Regions from separate parts of the Mus musculus genome. Here regions 1 and 2 are each linked to region 3. Evidence: chromatin contacts called from public HiChIP or PLAC-seq data. All regions are on one chromosome and are shown on one strand. Each heading gives the region's core, a stretch centred on a gene start, on an enhancer-like site or on the middle of the called end of the contact. The rest is flanking DNA. Distances are from core to core; before and after follow the strand shown.

Evidence for each region. HiChIP or PLAC-seq counts read pairs in DNA pulled down with a chosen protein or histone mark.
Region 1: a contact with region 3 is called in an H3K27ac HiChIP or PLAC-seq map of embryonic stem cells, with 9 read pairs. The contact joins two enhancer-like sites. A contact is called at or near these places in 12 of 39 promoter capture datasets (the 3T3-L1 cell line, 3T3-L1-derived adipocytes, the C10 cell line and 8 more), 5 of 15 datasets of contacts at CTCF or cohesin (the G1E-ER4 cell line, embryonic stem cells, large pre-B cells and 1 more), 45 of 484 Hi-C or Micro-C datasets (B cells, CD4 T cells, the G1E-ER4 cell line and 15 more), 10 of 115 datasets of contacts at active chromatin or transcription factors (bone marrow-derived macrophages, embryonic stem cells, memory CD8 T cells and 1 more) and 1 of 9 other capture datasets (embryonic stem cells).
Region 2: a contact with region 3 is called in an H3K4me3 HiChIP or PLAC-seq map of bone marrow-derived macrophages, with 3 times the contacts expected there. The contact joins two enhancer-like sites. A contact is called at or near these places in 12 of 39 promoter capture datasets (the 3T3-L1 cell line, 3T3-L1-derived adipocytes, the C10 cell line and 8 more), 3 of 15 datasets of contacts at CTCF or cohesin (CD8 T cells, the G1E-ER4 cell line and large pre-B cells), 24 of 484 Hi-C or Micro-C datasets (the AtT-20 cell line, B cells, the C10 cell line and 16 more) and 5 of 115 datasets of contacts at active chromatin or transcription factors (bone marrow-derived macrophages, embryonic stem cells and stem cell-derived neural progenitor cells).

The regions. Positions count from the first base shown.
Region 1 is chr11:72,641,713-72,644,677 of GRCm38.p6, reverse strand. The region is part of intron 1 of Ube2g1 (ubiquitin-conjugating enzyme E2G 1); the gene reads right to left. Among named protein-coding and RNA genes, the nearest start is that of Gm24143, 27 kb to the right of the region's middle. Within about 2 kb of position 1,702, at least 10 of the 459 cell types and tissues checked have an H3K27ac peak or open chromatin away from gene starts, as enhancers often do. A contact at or near this core is called in embryonic stem cells, liver and stem cell-derived epiblast-like cells, where this site is marked.
Region 2 is chr11:72,658,891-72,661,590 of GRCm38.p6, reverse strand. The region is part of intron 1 of Ube2g1 (ubiquitin-conjugating enzyme E2G 1); the gene reads right to left. Among named protein-coding and RNA genes, the nearest start is that of Ankfy1, 30 kb to the left of the region's middle. Within about 2 kb of position 1,445, at least 2 of the 459 cell types and tissues checked have an H3K27ac peak or open chromatin away from gene starts, as enhancers often do. A contact at or near this core is called in bone marrow-derived macrophages, where this site is marked.
Region 3 is chr11:72,575,224-72,578,197 of GRCm38.p6, reverse strand. All of the region lies in intron 2 of Gm51906 (a long non-coding RNA gene), which reads left to right. Among named protein-coding and RNA genes, the nearest start is that of Spns3, 26 kb to the right of the region's middle. Within about 2 kb of position 1,482, at least 85 of the 459 cell types and tissues checked have an H3K27ac peak or open chromatin away from gene starts, as enhancers often do. A contact at or near this core is called in bone marrow-derived macrophages, embryonic stem cells, liver and 1 more, where this site is marked.

The sequences.
Region 1 (2,965 bases), core at 453-2,952, 66 kb before region 3:
GTGGTACCCTTCACACATTCACTCCCTTGCTGAGCATCCTTAAATCAAATGTCACCCTAACTTTAATGTTTAACTCCCATGTTCTTAGGAAACGTAAACTTTTACTTTCCACTTAGTATTCGACTACATTGTATTTTATTAATCATGTTTAACTCCTTTACTTCACCTAGAATGTTAGTTCTAAAGGAACATGAATTTCTATTTACTAAAACCCCAGGATCTATTATCTATGACAATAAGTGTTTGACAAGCTAATGGTTGGCTAAAAAAAAAAAAAAGTAACATCACAGGAAACAGCCACAATATTGATAACTAAGTAAAAAAGTTTAGAATCCTTAAGAAATTCTGAGAAGTATATCTGCACCTCAGAGGGAAGAAGACAGAAACAGAGAAAATTAACACAAACCTGTTCTGGGAGGACCTGCTCCACTAACAAGTGAAATGGCCTTTTTTATTCCAAGTCAGAGTAATAATCTCACACATTAACAACAACTAGTCACAGACCCAATGCATTCAAGTCTGAATAAAGATCAGGAGCACATTGTCTACCATCTTCAGTCTCCCTCACCCCCTCCAATAAACACAAAGAAGAAATTGGTACTCTGGAGAAATTCTTACAAAAGAATTTTTCATTGTGGTACACATGAATGACAGAGAATACATCAGTCATAACTTCAAAGAATTTCATCTGCTCTGCATGGTAATTTATGATATAAAAAATAACCTTTAATGACTTTCAATGACTATAAGTAAAAAAGAAATTAATCATAAATAAAAAGTAATTAATCATCATAAGTAAAAAGTAATTAACCATCCTTTCTTGATACACAGAAACATACATAACAATCAGAATTCTACTATGTGCAAGCGGTTTATACATCTTCAGAAAGAATTATAATTAAGGGTTTACCAAATCTCAAGTCATTAACAAAACACAGTATCTGACACAAAGACTTGATCAAAATCATTTGTCTTTGTGTTCCAGAGAACAACAGATTTTGACATGGCTACTCTGCAACTGTTTTGAACCCATCTTCTCAAAAACAAAACAGTTTCACCTTTTGCCATTACAAGTAGTAAAAGCATTTGTAGATAGAAGGTAAATTGAAAAGTCTGCTCACAGACATACATAATAAAACTGAATGAAGTAGTGAAGCCACTGGCAAAATGAAACAAACAAAACAACCCCACATTAAAATAGCAGACCTGATGCTGAAGAGAATAAACTTAGGAAAGATTATCAAGAAAATAACATACATCAGAACATAACAAAGGAAGCATTTAGTAAATAATGAAATAGAACCAGAAATGTAGATGAGCAATTATATAACTAATGCTTAAGAAAGAAATCCCAAAATTAAAGCATATTAAAAGATATCTAAGAAACTTTCCTGAGCCCACAGATTGAGATGGCTTACCATTAACAGGAAAATGTAATAGAGAATCACACCAAGAGCGAGATACATTCTGATGAAGTTACTGAACTTCAAGGATAAAGAAAGAAATCTGCCAATACTCAGGCAGAAGTAGGTCACCTACACAGGGAAAAAAGTCAGGCTGGCCCCAGACTTCTCTCTAGCAACCCTATACACCAAAAGATAGGGGAACAGGCTGCTGGGTTTTAAAGGAAAGGGAATGTAGCTCGAAATTCTGTAACCAGACAAAGCATCCTTTCACTTTGAAAGCCATGAATAGTGTTTTTAAACATAAGAATGCTGAGACTAAGCCGGACGTGGTGGTGCACGCCCTTTAATCCCAGCACTGGGGAGGCAAAGGCAGGGGGATTTCTGAGGCCAGCCTGGTCTACAGAGTGAGTTCCAGGACAGCCAAGGCTACAGAGAAAAACCCTGTCTCAAAAAAACCAAAAAAAAAAAAAAAAAAGAATGCTGAAACTATTGCCTTCAAAAGCAGCTGTTCTCAGAACAGATACTTGATAAATAGACTAAAGTGTATTAAGGCTTTAGCTTTACAGTAACAACCACAGGTCAACTACAAACTACAAAGGTTCGTTAATGTTCAAAAGTTCTAAAATGCACTCAATTTCACAATTTAGCTTATCTGAAATCAGCATCCATATTACAACTGATGATGTCATGGTTTGACAACATTTATCCATGTTAGCAGTTTATTACATGTTGGCTTTATTACAAGATAATAAAACATTTTAAATTGATGGTATCCTAAACAAAATGAAATAAAGTATTTTTGTAAGATGAGAAGAATGATGAGAGCAAATTAAAAAGTAATTTTAAAAGATGATGAGGGGCTGGTGAGATGGCTCAGTGGGTAAGAGCACCCGACTGCTCTTCCGAAGGTCCGGAGTTCAAATCCCAGCAACCACATGGTGGCTCGCAACCATCTGTAACAAGATCTGATGCCCTCTTCTGGAGTGTCTGAAGACAGCTACAGTGAACTTACATATAATAAATAAATAAATCTTAAAAAAAAAAAAAAAAAAGAGTTAAACTAGTATAAAAAAAATCTATTGTAAAAAAAAAAAAAAAAAGATGATGAAGTCGGGCGGTGGTAGCGCACACCTTTAATCCCAGCACTTGGGAGGCAGAGACAGGCGGATTTCTGAGTTCGAGGCCAGCCTGGTCTACAGAGTGAGTTCCAGGACAGCCAAGACTATACAGAGAAACCCTGTCTCAAAAAACAAAACAAAACAAAACAAAACAAAAAGATGATGAAAATCAAGCAGAAACACAGGCAACAACAACAAAAAACGACTAATATTATTACAGAAGTAAAACCAAATTCACATTATGTGAACAAGTAAAAGCATCTTAAACTGGGTCCAAAAATAACTAACCTTGATCCAACTATATACGGAGTCTACATGAGACAAACCTAAAAAGGTGACTTTGAGAAGTTAAAAGTAAAAGGTTAGACAAAAGTGTATCAGGCAGATATAAACACTTTTAGAACTCATTAAATTAAAAATGAAACAACATTGAGAGCCAAA
Region 2 (2,700 bases), core at 196-2,695, 83 kb before region 3:
AAAAAGACCAAAAATGTAAAAATAAAGAAATTGTATTTTTAACACAAAGAACTTCTTTTCTTGGATTTTGAACACAAGATTTTATAAATCTAATAGGCAAAGCAAACAAAAATCAGTACTATATCTTAAAATATCAGGCTTGTTTTTCTTTTAAGTAGATTTTTAAGATACCATTAAGATATGATTTGTATTTTAATCTTACTATGCTTATACACATGCCTTTCACTGATTCCAAACTGTGTGACTGGCTACTAGAAAAGAATACACATATACACTTTAGTGTTGATGGGAATTTGGTGTGATGAAGGTGTAAGAATTATGGGTAATAGGTTTCTACATTAGTTATCTCATTTCCAACCGATTCAGTTACACTTTCTAGTAGTGGGCCACTAGTATAAACCTGTCCCCTCCAATACTGGGGCTATAAATATGTGTTTCTGTACCAAGTTTTTATATGAGTGTAGGGCTCTAAACTTAGGTCTCAAGCGTCTACCTAGAGCACTTAACTGAGCCATCCCAATTATCTCATTGTTGCATTTTCCAGCAGAAGTCTAGCTAAATTTTGATAAGTAAGTAAGCTCAGTAGTTTTAAGACCATTATCATGTTTTCATGAATGATTTTTGAGATCTAGCTCAAGTACTACCCTCCCATCTCTGAGACCTTTTTTAAATAATTTACTAAATAATCTTGATTTCTACTAAAAATTCTATTCATTATAGTTGCAGCCTGTACTGTATTACTTAGCATTTGACTGTTTCAGAAAAATACGTAAGGACAATGTGTAATAGGTAATCTAAAACTAGTACAAGGAATGGGAGGAAAAGAAGTACAAAAGAAGGCATAGAACAATCTTTAATAACTAAAAAAGGCAGGAAGAACACCACAACTCTGAGGCCAGCCAAGTCTATCTTGTGATGTCTAGTCTCATAAGTTTAAAAGAAGTGGGTGGGGGGAGGGAAGCACAGCAGGGCACACACATTTTATCCCAGAACATGGGAAGCAGAGGTGAGTTGAGTTGCAAAATGACCATGACTAATAATGAGACCCTGCCTTGGAGGGAGGAAGGGAAATGGGGAAGAAAGACTTAGAGACTATTATTGTAGATAATGAAGAACTGGACCTATGACTGAACAAAGAGACACAAATGAAACAAGACAAAATGGCAAAAGCTAGAAAGTAAAGACCCTTTCTTTGTTAGCCATATTAAGTTTCAACTTCATACACGGGACAATGATAACCCGTAGAAGAATTGGAGAGCGTTTGTTCTTAATACATTTTCAAAAAAAAATAGGGTGAGCTTGGGAGATTTAAATGTTCAAAAAACAGTCTTAGAAGTTGGATAGATGGCTCAGTACATAAAAGACAGTATAGCAGGGAGCTGGCTCATCAGTTAAAAGCACTGACTGCTCTTCCAGAGATCCTGATTTCAATCCCCAGCAACTACATGGTGGTTCACAACTATTTATAATGGGATCTGATGCCCTCTTCTGGTGACTGAAGACAGCTACATTTTACTCATATACATAAAATAAATAAATCTTTTTTTAAAAGATGATATAGCAGTTGCAGAGGACTTGAGTTTGATTCCCAACACCCACATCAGGTGTAACTCCAGCTCTAAAGAAGTCAATGCCATCTTCTAGCCTCAAGTGCACAAACCCATATACAGACACACAAATGTATACATAGTTAAAAAGAAAACAGTCATACTTTAAAAGCTGTATTAAGCATGTTGATGCATACTTACAATAATACTAACACCCAAGAGGCCACAGCAAAGCAAATAAGTAGAGACCAGCTCTTGCCTACACTATCAAGATGCTGATATCTAAAGTAGGTGTGAATATTTAGTGGGTATATAAGACACTTGACGAAGTGGTGAAATGGTTTTGAAACTAGAAAAGGTTAGTGGTTGTATAATACTGTGAACATAGATACATTTATCTACTATTATGTGTATATATGTTGTTTATTACATTTGAACATATATGTCTCATCTTAGTTCCTAAAATGACACAAATGTATTAAAATAGGAAACACAAGAGGAGATACCTGTTTGAAAGGTAAGGGGAAATCTTATTTAATTCTAAATTTCTACAGCACATATATGTTATATATGTTGGGAGAGGAGTTGTCTTTGCAGAGTTATAGACTGTACTTTGAACTCTGCATATGCTAGGCAAGTATTCTACCACTGAGAAACATACTCAGAATATATTAGGGTTTTTGCCAAAGAGGAAAGCAGGAAAACTAAGAATATGTTTAACAGCCAACAATGACAAGTTCGCATTTCTACAGAATGGAAAAGCTATCCAAATTAAGGCAATTAGGTTAAAAAAAAAAAAAAGGAGCCAAAACTGTCCTCAACATAAGCAGTAAAGATAAATCTATAAATCTACATGAACCACACTAACTATGTTAAGAGAAAATAAGATGGAAAAGTACAAGTGGAAATTGTTTCTCTAAGGTTGTAGTAGATAGAAAATTATAGTAGCCATAGCCACAGGCAATTGAAATTCAAGCAAGCAGTTTTATTTGGTTGATTTTTCAATTTTTTTAGACATGATCTCTTCTTAGTAGATTTGAAACTTTTATGTAGACTGGTTGGCCTTACCCTCTAGTCTCTTTGCTAAGGCTACAGACATGACACTCTAATGGCTGTGGTTATTGCTGCTGTTGTTTTAAATAGGATCTTCTCT
Region 3 (2,974 bases), core at 233-2,732:
CACGTTGTTCCTGTTCTAAATCCTGATGTCCTGCTAGACTTACCATCTTGGTCCCCTTCCATATCCTGATCCTGTGTGTGTGTGTGTGTGTGTGTGTCCGTTAGTCTGGTGAGCACAGATCCTGGGGAGCTGGAAGGCAAGCCCTGGGCCTTTGATCCCTTTCCTCCTACCCAGGTTTTTTCTGCCACCTTGTCTTTTCCAGAGCTTCTAGTCTCAGAAGATGTTCACGTGGCAGCAAGAACACCCGTTGTAGGACTGAGTAGCAAGCGTAAGAACTTGAGTTCTAATCTCTAGCACCAGGTACAACGAGAGACTCTGTTTTAAGAAAATAAGGTAGAAGACAATAAATGACGACGCTGAGAACTTGACCTGTGGCTTCCACTCATGCTCCCACACTCGGGCAAATCCTTGTGTATGCCCAAATACGAAAAGCAGTCATTGTAGCCAATCCCGGTGGCATACGCCTTTGATCCCAGCCCAGCATTCTGGAGGCAGTGGCAGGCAGATCTCTTGTGTTGCAGGCCAGCCTGATCTATGTAGTGAGTTCCAGGCAAGGGTCGGAGACCAGGACAAGGTGATATTCTGTCTCCCTTCCCCCACAAACACACGGATTGCTAGAGTGGAGTGAGGGTGTTCCTAGACGAAAGCATCTGACTAGCACACGTAAAAACCCACATTTGCCCCAGCACCACGCAAAATAAACATTAACAAAAACGTTCAAGACATTAAAGTCTTTTTTAGAGTTATGTAAATTTTAATTTTGAATAATACATTTTTATCCACTTGTGATATATATTTATGCTAAAACAATTTAATTGTTGGGGTTAGGGTACAATCAACGACAGAGCTCATGTTTAGCACTTAGCACACACGAAGTCCCAGAGTCAACAACACTGAAAAAAAAAAGTTGCTTATTGCAAAATTCAAGTTAACGATTCATAATGCTTTTGCTTCTACTGCGGCGGCGGCGCGGCTGCTGCTCCTCCCCTCCCCATCCTCCTATTCCTCCTCCCCTCCCCATCCTCTTCCTTTTCTACCTCCCTCCCTTCCATCATTCCTACTGGTGATGCGCCTACCTCCCAGGCTTTGTTTTCTTAGGACACTGAGGGCTTTTTACCTATATTAGCTCCAGGTTTGGTGCTCTCTTTCCCTCTTCCAGGCTAGACAAACTGAGCAGCCTAGAAGCAAGTGATTTCCGGAAGGTTCGGCTTAAAACAAGACACAGGGAAAAATCTCCGCCTTAGCTAATTTGAGTTCCCTCTCTGCACACTAGGACTGCTAGGATGGCCTCCCCCAAAAGATTTTCAAATGGGGTGAGATGGGGCGGAGAGCAGAGAGGCTCCCCTCTCCTTGCAGACTGGATAGGTTTTGATACTAGAATAGTCAAAACAGTTTTGCAACCAAGTGACTCTTAGTAATAACAATACCAACCTCGGTCATTTGCATAACTTCACAATTGACCAAGTGTGCCCCAAGCAGTTAATTAGAATGATAAAGAAAGCAGATGGTCGCACCAGAAGCCTGATGCACCCTTCTTGGGGACCTGGGAAGTTTCCGGGGCTTTCTCTTTTCCTGAGTGGATATCAGACAGACTCTGCCCGGGCCAACTTCCAGGAAGCTATAGGTGGCGAGCTCGACCTACTGGCTGCGCGCCGGATCTACGCTGAGCACACAGCGTGGTTCCACCTCTGCCTGGAATGTACCCTAGTGGGTCAGCAGGTACGACTAGTTTACAGTCCCCCAACTTACTGCCGGACTGAATTCCCTGTGGTGGGACCAGTCTGTATTCAGCCAGTTCCTGAAAGGTGAAGAATCAGACTTTGGTGAAACGGAAATGAGAGCCAGGGCCCATAAGGTGATTTAGGGACAGCTGGAGGGGCGGGGCTCGGGATACCTGCCAGGGGCCTAGAGGTTGGAGAGAATGTGATCAAAATGAATCATTTTCACCAGATGTTTCATTTCGGGCCCTTCTCCTCAGGTTCTCATCTCAGTCAGCAAAGGCTGCCCCCAAGTACGCGGGTTGGGAGTTTTCCTAACTCTTTTGGGGTAGGGACATGTCAGGAGCTGGGTGGTCCTTGTGCCTTCAGAATTTAAGGAGTGCCAGCCACAAAACCGAAGCTCATAAAGGAACTTTAGGGAATCTTTTAGAAAAACTAAAGTAACAAAACAGCATTGGCGAGGATATTACTATTCCCTTGCCCCCACCCCTCTTAACATCAGGGACTTGGGGGACTTGAGCTCAAGAGCGCTTGCCTCCCGCGCATTTCACCTCCGCCAGTCCTCTGTACTGGCAGAGGGGGTGGCTGGTGGTTGTGTGGGGTGGTGGTGGTGGTGGTGGTGGTGGTGGTGGTGGTAGTGGTAGTGGGTGTACATAATCATAATTAGTTCTGACTGGTGAAATGGCTTACCAGATAAAGGCACTTGCTGCCAAACCAGACCCCTTGAGTTCCATCTCCAGGACTCAAATGGTGAAAGACTACAATGATTAATGCAAACTGTCTTTTGACCTCCATGTACCATGGTAGGTGTGAACCCCCTCCCCCTCAAACATGCAAAAATAAATAAATTTTACTTATTATTTTTAAACAAAACAAAAACTAAAAACCAGGGTCTTGCTAAGTAGCCCAAGTTGACCCAAAACACTCTAACATCAGCCTTAGCATCCTGAGTGCTGGGATCACAGGTGTGTGTCACTAGGTCAGGCTTTAGAATTACGCTTGTGTTAAATCTTGGGGTGTGTGTATGTGTGGTGTGTTTAATTTTATTTTACTTTTAAAATATTTTACCCCTTGGGACTGAAGAGACACCTTAGCATTTAAGAACACTGGCTGCTCTTCTAGAAAACCAGGGTTCACTACTCTCCCCCATGTGGCAGCTCATAGGCATCGATTACTGCAGTGCTAGGGGATCAGGAACCCTCTCTGGCTTTCTTAGGGACTAGGTATGCTTAGGAGTGTATAGACTCACATGCAGA